3 separate regions of the Mus musculus genome follow, and regions 2 and 3 are each linked to region 1. A link is a contact called in public promoter capture Hi-C data. All regions are on one chromosome and are shown on one strand. Each heading gives the region's core, a stretch centred on a gene start, on an enhancer-like site or on the middle of the called end of the contact. The rest is flanking DNA. Distances are from core to core; before and after follow the strand shown. Region 1 holds the start of Pex5 (peroxisomal biogenesis factor 5). Region 2 holds the start of Usp18 (ubiquitin specific peptidase 18). Region 3 holds the start of Pex26 (peroxisomal biogenesis factor 26).

Evidence for each region. Promoter capture Hi-C pulls out the DNA fragments that hold promoters and counts their contacts.
Region 2: a contact with region 1 is called in a promoter capture Hi-C map of pre-B cells, with 5 times the contacts expected there. The contact joins the promoter of Usp18 here to the promoter of Pex5 in region 1. A contact is called at or near these places in 3 of 39 promoter capture datasets (cranial neural crest, maxillary cranial neural crest and pre-B cells).
Region 3: a promoter capture Hi-C map of pre-B cells shows a contact between it and region 1, with 6 times the contacts expected there. The contact joins the promoter of Pex26 here to the promoter of Pex5 in region 1. A contact is called at or near these places in 4 of 39 promoter capture datasets (cranial neural crest, hippocampal neurons, liver and 1 more).

What each region holds. Positions count from the first base shown.
Region 1 is chr6:124,413,667-124,416,366 of GRCm38.p6, reverse strand. It overlaps Pex5 (peroxisomal biogenesis factor 5), which reads left to right and starts at 1,300. Exons shown (of 16, transcript NM_001277805.1): 1 at 1,300-1,394; 2 at 1,917-2,080; 3 at 2,325-2,360; 4 at 2,666-2,700. The coding sequence starts at 1,934. D830015G05Rik (a long non-coding RNA gene) reads right to left here and starts at 1,295. Exons shown (of 4, transcript XR_378022.4): 1 at 476-1,295.
Region 2 is chr6:121,244,589-121,247,288 of GRCm38.p6, reverse strand. It overlaps Usp18 (ubiquitin specific peptidase 18), which reads right to left and starts at 1,383. Exons shown (of 11, transcript NM_011909.2): 1 at 1,227-1,383.
Region 3 is chr6:121,182,264-121,184,963 of GRCm38.p6, reverse strand. It overlaps Pex26 (peroxisomal biogenesis factor 26), which reads right to left and starts at 1,297. Exons shown (of 5, transcript NM_028730.6): 1 at 482-1,297. The coding sequence starts at 699.

The DNA.
Region 1 (2,700 bases), core at 51-2,550:
TATGCTTTCCTTAAACACTGCTTTCTCCAGAGATTCTCCTGTTTTAACATATTCATCTTCCAAGATGGCATCCTTTCCTCCTTGGTGTGGTTTAGTTTATTCGTTGCTAGGTGTTTTTTTCTTTACAATGGCAGCCTGGAAACAGTGGACAGGGATGAAATTTGTGGTCAAGGAGAATGGGTGTATGTGTGTGTGTTAGGGCCTCTGAAAGATACTGACAGTGTACTAAAGACAGAAACATTGCACAATATTCTGCCTTGTTCAACCACTGCAGTTATAAGGGCAATTTCTATTTTCCCAGGGACGAATTTACACTGCCTGTGTTCCCTGAGGAAGGCTACCTTTGAAATCATCAGGGCAGCAAAGAACCAAGCCTGCCCCAGGGCGCCACCTACAGACTACCTGCTTCTCCCGCACCCCGGGTTGGGACGTACGTCAGGCCTTTCTAGAACCAGTTTCCTCCTAGCCCACCTACCAGCACTCTGAACCCCTCCCCTTCTCAGGACGTCAAGGAGTCCGTCGGTCTTGGACCTAGGTGAGCTATCAAGGTTTGCTTTCCAGTGTGACCTTGAGGTCTGGCACCCGAGCCATTTCTCTGGCAGATGGTGGAGCCTGAGGCTTAGGTTCATATTCCCTGATCAAAGGTATTCCTTGCCACGTTTCCCCAACTTGGAGCTGCAGGGAATCAGGCCATCGTGACCTTGACCAGTAGGAAAGAGGAGAGAGGAGTGACTCACAGCACTCTCCCCATCCATTACAGGATTGAGGTCTCAAAATGCGTTGGACCCTATTTTAGTCACCAGAATTTGTCATCATCCGGAGCTATTTTCTTCATTACGCAGAGATGGTAGAGGCAGGCCCCTGTCTCCTTGGAGGCTGTGACGCTGTCCTGAAGGAGCGTCTGTTGGAAGGGGGGTCAGGCCTAGGAGGCCGAAGCAGGTCATAGATTTGACCTCCGAAATCTCCCGGGCTCAGTTTGGGCGATTTAGAGGTGCAGGAGAACCAGGAAAGAGAGCTGAACCGTGGAACCTGAAACCTTGGTTTTTCTCCAAAGCCAGAGAGGCCTCTTCTAGCTCCAGTCCTCTGAGTTTTCCACTAATAAATCCTGGCGTTCTAGGGACTACTGCAGGTTTCCCCAATCCAACTGTCCAGGACTGTCTCCTTTAAGGATCTCGGCTCCGCCCATCACGCTGCGCAAGCTTGAGGCCCCGCCCCTTTACCCGTTTCCGTTGAGCTGGGCCGCAGCGCCGCCGTCCCGGCCCCTTTAAGGCCGAGTCCCGCCCCCTTGCTCCCGCCCCCTCCCTTCCCCCAGCCCACTCCGGGTGCCTCGGCCGGTCGGACGGTGCGGCCCGCGACGGCGAGCATTGGAGCCTGGGGGCGCGGGGTCGAGGCCCGTAAGTCCCCGCCGCTGCGGTGGCCTCGTGGGACGGGGTCGAGGCTGGGGCGACGGGGCTGGGGGCGCGGGGCGCTGGGCGGGGACGGGCGCGGCCGGGGAGGGGGCTCAGGTGACACGAGCTGGGATCGGGACCCGCAGCTGGCGCCTGACCGGGGGTGTGGGTCCCGGTGTACGGTGGAAGGCGTCCCCGCTGTCCCTCGTCAGGTTAGAGTTCGGGTCTAGCCGTGTTTATGATGCGCTCCCCGTGCTCCCCAGGGGTCCAGGCCCTTTTGTAGAGCTGCTGTTGGCGGGTGGTGTCTGAGCTGCCGTCCGCTGGAGGGGAAGCCCGAGCCGAAAGCAGCGTTTCGAGTGGGAAGGCAGGACACAGCCTCCTCTTGGACTCCAGACACACCTCGGGGGGTGGCCCCGGGGGCCTGGCCCTTGTGGAGCCGTCGTGGGCCCATCTGCTCTAGATAGGGCCTGAGGCGTGCGTTGGGAAAGTCTGGCTTCCCGACCACAGTTCTAATCTTCTGTCCATCAGGGAAGCTGCTGGTCACCATGGCAATGCGGGAGCTGGTGGAGGGCGAATGTGGGGGTGCCAACCCGCTGATGAAGCTGGCCACCCATTTCACCCAGGACAAGGCCCTTCGGCAGGAGGGACTGAGGCCTGGCCCCTGGCCTCCGGGAGCCTCAGCAGCAGAGACCGTGAGTGTTCTAGGAGAGCCTATTTCTTCCACCTGACAGCTGCTTTCTCTGTGTTAAAGTAATAGCAGTCACCATTCAGTAACACTGGAGTGAGCCTTGTGCGGCTTTACACAGACAAGGACTACTATTTTATAGACAAAGAAGCTGAGGCTTTGTGAAGGCTCTTGACTTGCCTCAGGCCACCTAAGCAGTAGAGTTAGAGTTGGGTTGTAGCCTGCTATTGTCTCTTTCCTTCTTATCTTAGGTTTCCAAGCCTTTGGGAGTAGGAACTGAAGACGAGGTAAACAGAGCAAGTTTCTTTTCTGTCTTTTTTTTTTTTTGGGGGGGGGGGTTGTGGTGATTTTTTTTTTTTTTTAAATCAGTCCACTCATACTTCAGTCTTTGAACTCTCTTTACCAAATGAGATTGCCTGCCAATGTTTTCGTCTACTTTTTGGGGTATTTTTCTGGTTTCCAAATTTACAGATAGATTTTTTTTTTTCTTTATTTATCTCCAGTTTTCGTTTCTCTGTCCAACATCAGTGGGCCCTGCCTCTGGCTGAGGCCCTCTGATCCTAATGTTCATCCGACCATCTCTCTGTAATAGTTGGTGTCAGAATTCCTGCAGGACCAGAATGCAAC
Region 2 (2,700 bases), core at 134-2,633, 3.2 Mb after region 1:
CCTCTGGCCGGTGTGGGATGATATGCATTAGCCTGTCCTTAGACATGCCCTCAGCCTGGAGATGCTGATACACCTTTCATGTGCCCATTGGGGCTCTGGCCACAGCCCAGTCACATGATACACTCAATTGGGAGACAACGTGATTTTCTTCCTTATAAACATCATGTTGCGTAAAAGTGCCAAGACCATGAAGCACGGTTTTCCAGAGTGAAAAAAGAAGAAGAAAAAGAGAGAGAGAGAGCAAGCAAAAAGCTCTCTCTCTTTTTAAAGTCTTCTGCTAGTGCGTAGTGAGTCAGAAGGGAGCATACACCTCATCTGCTACGCCACTTTCTGCCCAGTTAGTTCTTATGAACAAAGGAGGTGACGGTATTCAAACACACAAAGGACACTTCACAGGAAACATTCTAAAAATGTTCTGAAATATTTGCCTCACTTTTTGAGTTAATTCTAAAGATATTAAGTATGAAGTTAAGTTGTAATTTTGAAACACCACAAACTTGGACTTCCAGGGGAGTTGGGGGAGGTTGTGTTTTTTTGTTTGTTTGGTTTTTGTTGTTGTTTTTTCTTAAAGGTATATTTAGCTTTCTTTACAGAAGATGGAAAAACAGGCCAGGGAACAGGTCTAAAGCACCCTGACTTATGATACTGGACAAAAATCTCTCCGGTTTCTCAGTCCGCTGGTTTCTATTTTAGGAGTTTCTCCTAACGTGTGACTGAGTATTTGCACAAGAGCATAAAAATGATATTTGTTGATAAAACGTCTATCCCAGGAAAAACAGGACCGAACCTAAATGTCCATGAATTATTTAACTAAATCCGCACTTCTCATACAACGCATCAGTTAAAATACTGGTCTAGAAAGGCACAGAACAAGAAGCAAGACACAGAGCAATGTTAAAGATATCCATTAGAAATGTTTCTGATAAAGTATACATAAAAATGATACTGAGTTGCAAATTAAGAGAAACAACTCTACACATCTGTCTGCATTGTTTGAATTTTTAACAAGCCACTTTGGTAATTACTTTTTTAAATTAAACATAAATCACGACTACAGTCTGAATAATATAAATGCTTGGGAAGCAAATCCATTGGCCCAGTATATACATGCCAAGAATACAGACCGCCACTATTTGCAGAACCCAAGGAAATTCCTAATCATCTGGAGATGTATAAGCAAAGTTCTGGCGGATAAAGGACACTTTCAAAGTTAGCCCCAAACTTGCCTCAAGCACGGAGTCAAGCCAAAGAGCGAAGACCGAGCAGCATCTGCAAAGGGCTACAGAAGAGGACGCGGCACCGCGGAGCAGAGCAGTCTTGCTGCCTCCCAGCCTCTCAGCTCAGGAGTGTCTGCTGTCCCCTAGGCACAGCCGCCCTGGCACTGCCGGCCAAGCCTTCTGCACGCCTGGCCACGCCCCCCTCACCGCCAAGCTTTCGTTTTCCCCTAGATCCAAAGGAAAGCGAAACTCAGGCACCGGGCGGGCGGGCGGAGCGGTTGTACGCGCCCCTACAGAACCCGCAGTCCAGTCGCCTACACCAGGACACGACAAGCCGGACCTGGCCCGGTAACTCCTGGATACGCTCTCTTTTTTCATCTGCAATGTTAAGATTGGAAATACTCCCAGTTGCTGTACCTTCTGCTCTGAAAGCCAGCAGCAGATAACTCCCTTGCTGAGGCTGTCCCCAGGGGGTAAGGAGACAGCGATAACATTTACTTCATCTCTGTTAATTGCCAGGCTTATCCTTAAACACTGAAGATAAGTTTATCTGCACAATGTTCTTTTGTGCCTCTACGTTTAACCCCAATTCTATAGGATAAAATGTTTTTATTTTATCAAAGAGGTTATGACTAACTCAGGACGACAAATGGCTAAGTGCTGAAAGCAACATTCTAACGGGACCTCTGACCAGTCCCACCATTTGTGGAAAATAGCAGACCATTGCAGTTAGCACACGAGGTGGCCATGAAGGTACAGCTCTGCGAGGAACAAATACAGTCTAAGCCGAGCCGGGTTTGGAGGCTCTGGGATGTACATACATGAAATGCTTGCTAGCTCTTTACAGATGTATCTTGTATATGAGGCTATAAGTTGAGGGAGAGGGGGATCTGTTAGCTGCTGGGCTAGTCAGAATGAGGTTTCCCCATGCGCTTGTTCTGAGAGGGGTCCTCCACTCCCTACCCCCAGCACTGGACAAAGATGACAGAGAGATACATACCCCTAATCGAAAGCTACCAGGACTTTATGAAATCTGGAAGAGTCTATATTCTGTTTTGCTATTGTAGTTCAACGTAAGATATACAAATATGTCTGCCTGCCTATAGTGTGTGTGTGTGTGTGTGTGTGTGTGTGTGTGTGTGTGTGTGTGTGTGTGTGTGTGTGAAGCATGAGTTATACACAGCTGTTGAAAATAAACCAAGATGTCCATGTTTGGAAATAGAAAGTGGGGTATGGCCCTCAGGGTAAAACAAAGTCTCTTGATCAGTGGTTGAGGTAGACAATGTGGCATCTGCACATATCATGGACAAATACATTAAGTCTCCAATACATTTGCAAATCAATCAATTATGTGACCAGCTTCTTCCTCTTCTTCTTCTTCTTCTTCTTCTTCTTCTTCTTCTCCTTCTTCTTCTTCTTCTATCTGTTTGGTTGTATCCAAAAACAGGAACATCAAAAACTGGTGGGGGGGGGGGGGAGGATG
Region 3 (2,700 bases), core at 48-2,547, 3.2 Mb after region 1:
CTCCACAGAGAAATGGTGCCCTCCAGCTGTCAGAGGAGGCCAATGCATTAGACAGAGCAATCTAAAGATAATTCACTCAGTCCTGCAACAGGACCAGAACAGTGTGCTTCTTGCCTTGACACCCCGCTCTACCCCCCATTTTCTATAACCTGCCAAGGCTAGGTTAAATAGGAGGTGTGTTCCCAAAGAAGGCTGCTACCTGCTTACTGAACCTCCTCACGACTGAACACTTAAAAGACATCTACCCTGTCCTGCACTGAAAAGGTGAGCCAAGAATTGACTGTGGCGTCCCTCCAAATTGTTGCATGATTTGACTTCATTGTACAGTCTCACGGGTGCAGGATGAGCAACCAGCCTCTCTCAAAGAGGATCCCTTAGGGAAAGCAAGGTGTGTGGTTGGCGCAGTCTCACAATGCCAGATATTCAGAGACCCGAGTTCCTCCCCAAAAGGATCCAGAACGGAACATAGCTCAGCACGTACGTGCCACTCACGGGCTCCTCCGCCAGGCTCTGCCAGGCTCGTTCGCAAGTCTCTAGTGCGGCATGGAAGTCCAGGTGCACCACCAACAGGTCGGACGCCTCTTCCAGCAGGTGCACCGCGGGGGACACAGCGGGGAGGGCGAGCGCGGGCTCGCTGCTCCGCAGAGGGCCCACGAGCCCTTTCAAAGGGGCTGCAGACGTCGAGGCGTCGCTCTTCATAGCCAGCCTGGGTTCGACCAGGTCTCCTCACACGTCAGGAGGACAGCTTCTCGGGAGCTTCCTGGAAATTCGGACTGGGCCTGGTAGATGTCCCGCAAGCCTCGCACTCTTCCCCTCCGCGCCTCTCCAGGTCTGTTCCTAAGGAAGGACCAGGAAGGAGCTGGACCCGGGCACAGCCTGCGCTCACTGACAGCCTAACCCTTGGGGCACTGGCCTGTTCAAGACTGTCTGTTCAAGACTAGTGCTGCCGAAGGCCCAGCACTAGTTCCTCCTGTCCCTGGACCGGTGCTAAAAGCACCGAAACTCCCAGAGTAGAGAGCGCGACAACAGAAGACCTGCACGGGGAACCCACGACGGTGGACACCTCCTCTCCACCCCTCTTAGCCACTACGACGCACGCGCACGCTGGAGCGAAGGATTCTGGGAGTTGTAGTCCTGGGCTCTTGGGTCTGTGAAGCTTCGGGGAACCTCTCGCGCCCAGAGACTGCCATCTTCCAGAGAGAACGCACTGGGTCGCCAGCTTTGGGGTGGAAAAGATGAGGAAGCTAAACCATTAGTGAAATGCCTTTGTCCTGAGAAATGTGATCCTTCCTTCGCTAACCGGAAGAGGACGAACGGAAGAAATTCCAGTTAGGAGGTGGAGCTACCTGCACCTTTATTATTAACCTCTGAAGGAGTCCGTTGAGAAGGGTCTGCTGGAAGCTTAGGGAAAAAAGAAAAAGAAAACTATGGAGCTGGCTATTTCCTCTTCCTGGGTTCGATGCTGCTATAAAGTGTGGCAGAATGGAAAGGCGCTTTCTGTCTGTTATTTCTTCATCTCTATGAGTTAAGGACTATTACTCTATTTACAGGTGACATAGGTCACACGACAAATAAGTCACAAAAACATTGTCAAACCAAAGAAAGCACTTTTTTTGGCTGAAAGGAGTGTCAGGGCAGAGGTAGATCTGATCTGTGCTTTGTATTAGGTAGGTGAACCATCAACACACAAGTGAGTTACATAAACTCCTGGATCCTGCATTGTTTATATAAATAAGGATGTCATAAAAACAAAGCCATGCACATGTCATGCAATTCTTCAAAACAGTACTGAACCAATGTAAGAACTGATGCTTTATAATATACAAAAAGTAAATACATTTAAATATGTATTTTTATGTGTTTATTTATATTGTTTGTGTTTCACAGGGCTTCTCTGTGTAGCCCTGGCTTTCCTGGAACTCACTCTGTAGACCAGGCTGGCCTTGAACTATGCCTCTGCCTCCCTAGTGCCGGGAATTAAAGGAGTGCAATACCACACCTGACTTCCTATTATATAATTTTACACAGACTCATAAATCACCAATTATCTGTGCTTCAGGCAGGATTTCCTATCTCTTCCACATTTATACTCAGTCTTCATGGTTTTACTTCGTCCAGTTCTCTACCTTCTGAACTCTCTCCCAAGTTTTCCTAGAATCCCTTGCTCCTTAGTGACTGGATAAGACAGCGAGGTGCTAGGCTAAGACCTGCTCACATCATATATGCCTTTCTTTTATCACTAACACCGACAGGACATGGCAGTCTTTAAATCTCTGCAGAAGGTCCTCACACAGCTGAGACAGAAATGTCAAGTCTGCTAAAGCCTGTGACTGTGTAAGGTGAAAGGGCCAGGATGTCACTTGTTTAAAAATATATATACTGTTTAATTCCCCCTCTCCCCCCCACTGGGGACTAGAGAGATGGCTCAGCAGCTAAGAGCATTTGTTTTTGCCAAGTACCTGGGTTCAATTCCCAACACCCACATAGCAGCTCACAACTATCTGTAACTCTAGATCCAGGGGATCCAGTGCTATGTCCACTCCAGTAGTGACTGGCTTGGCAGGCCTAAAAGCCTGGAAGCAGTCACAAGGCAAAGAGTTTCAAGGAAACTTAGCCTCCTGGAACCTTGGCATTCCCATAGCTAGAATGCCCCAGATTTGTCCCTGCAATATTGTGGAGGGTCTTGCATACTTTCTTACA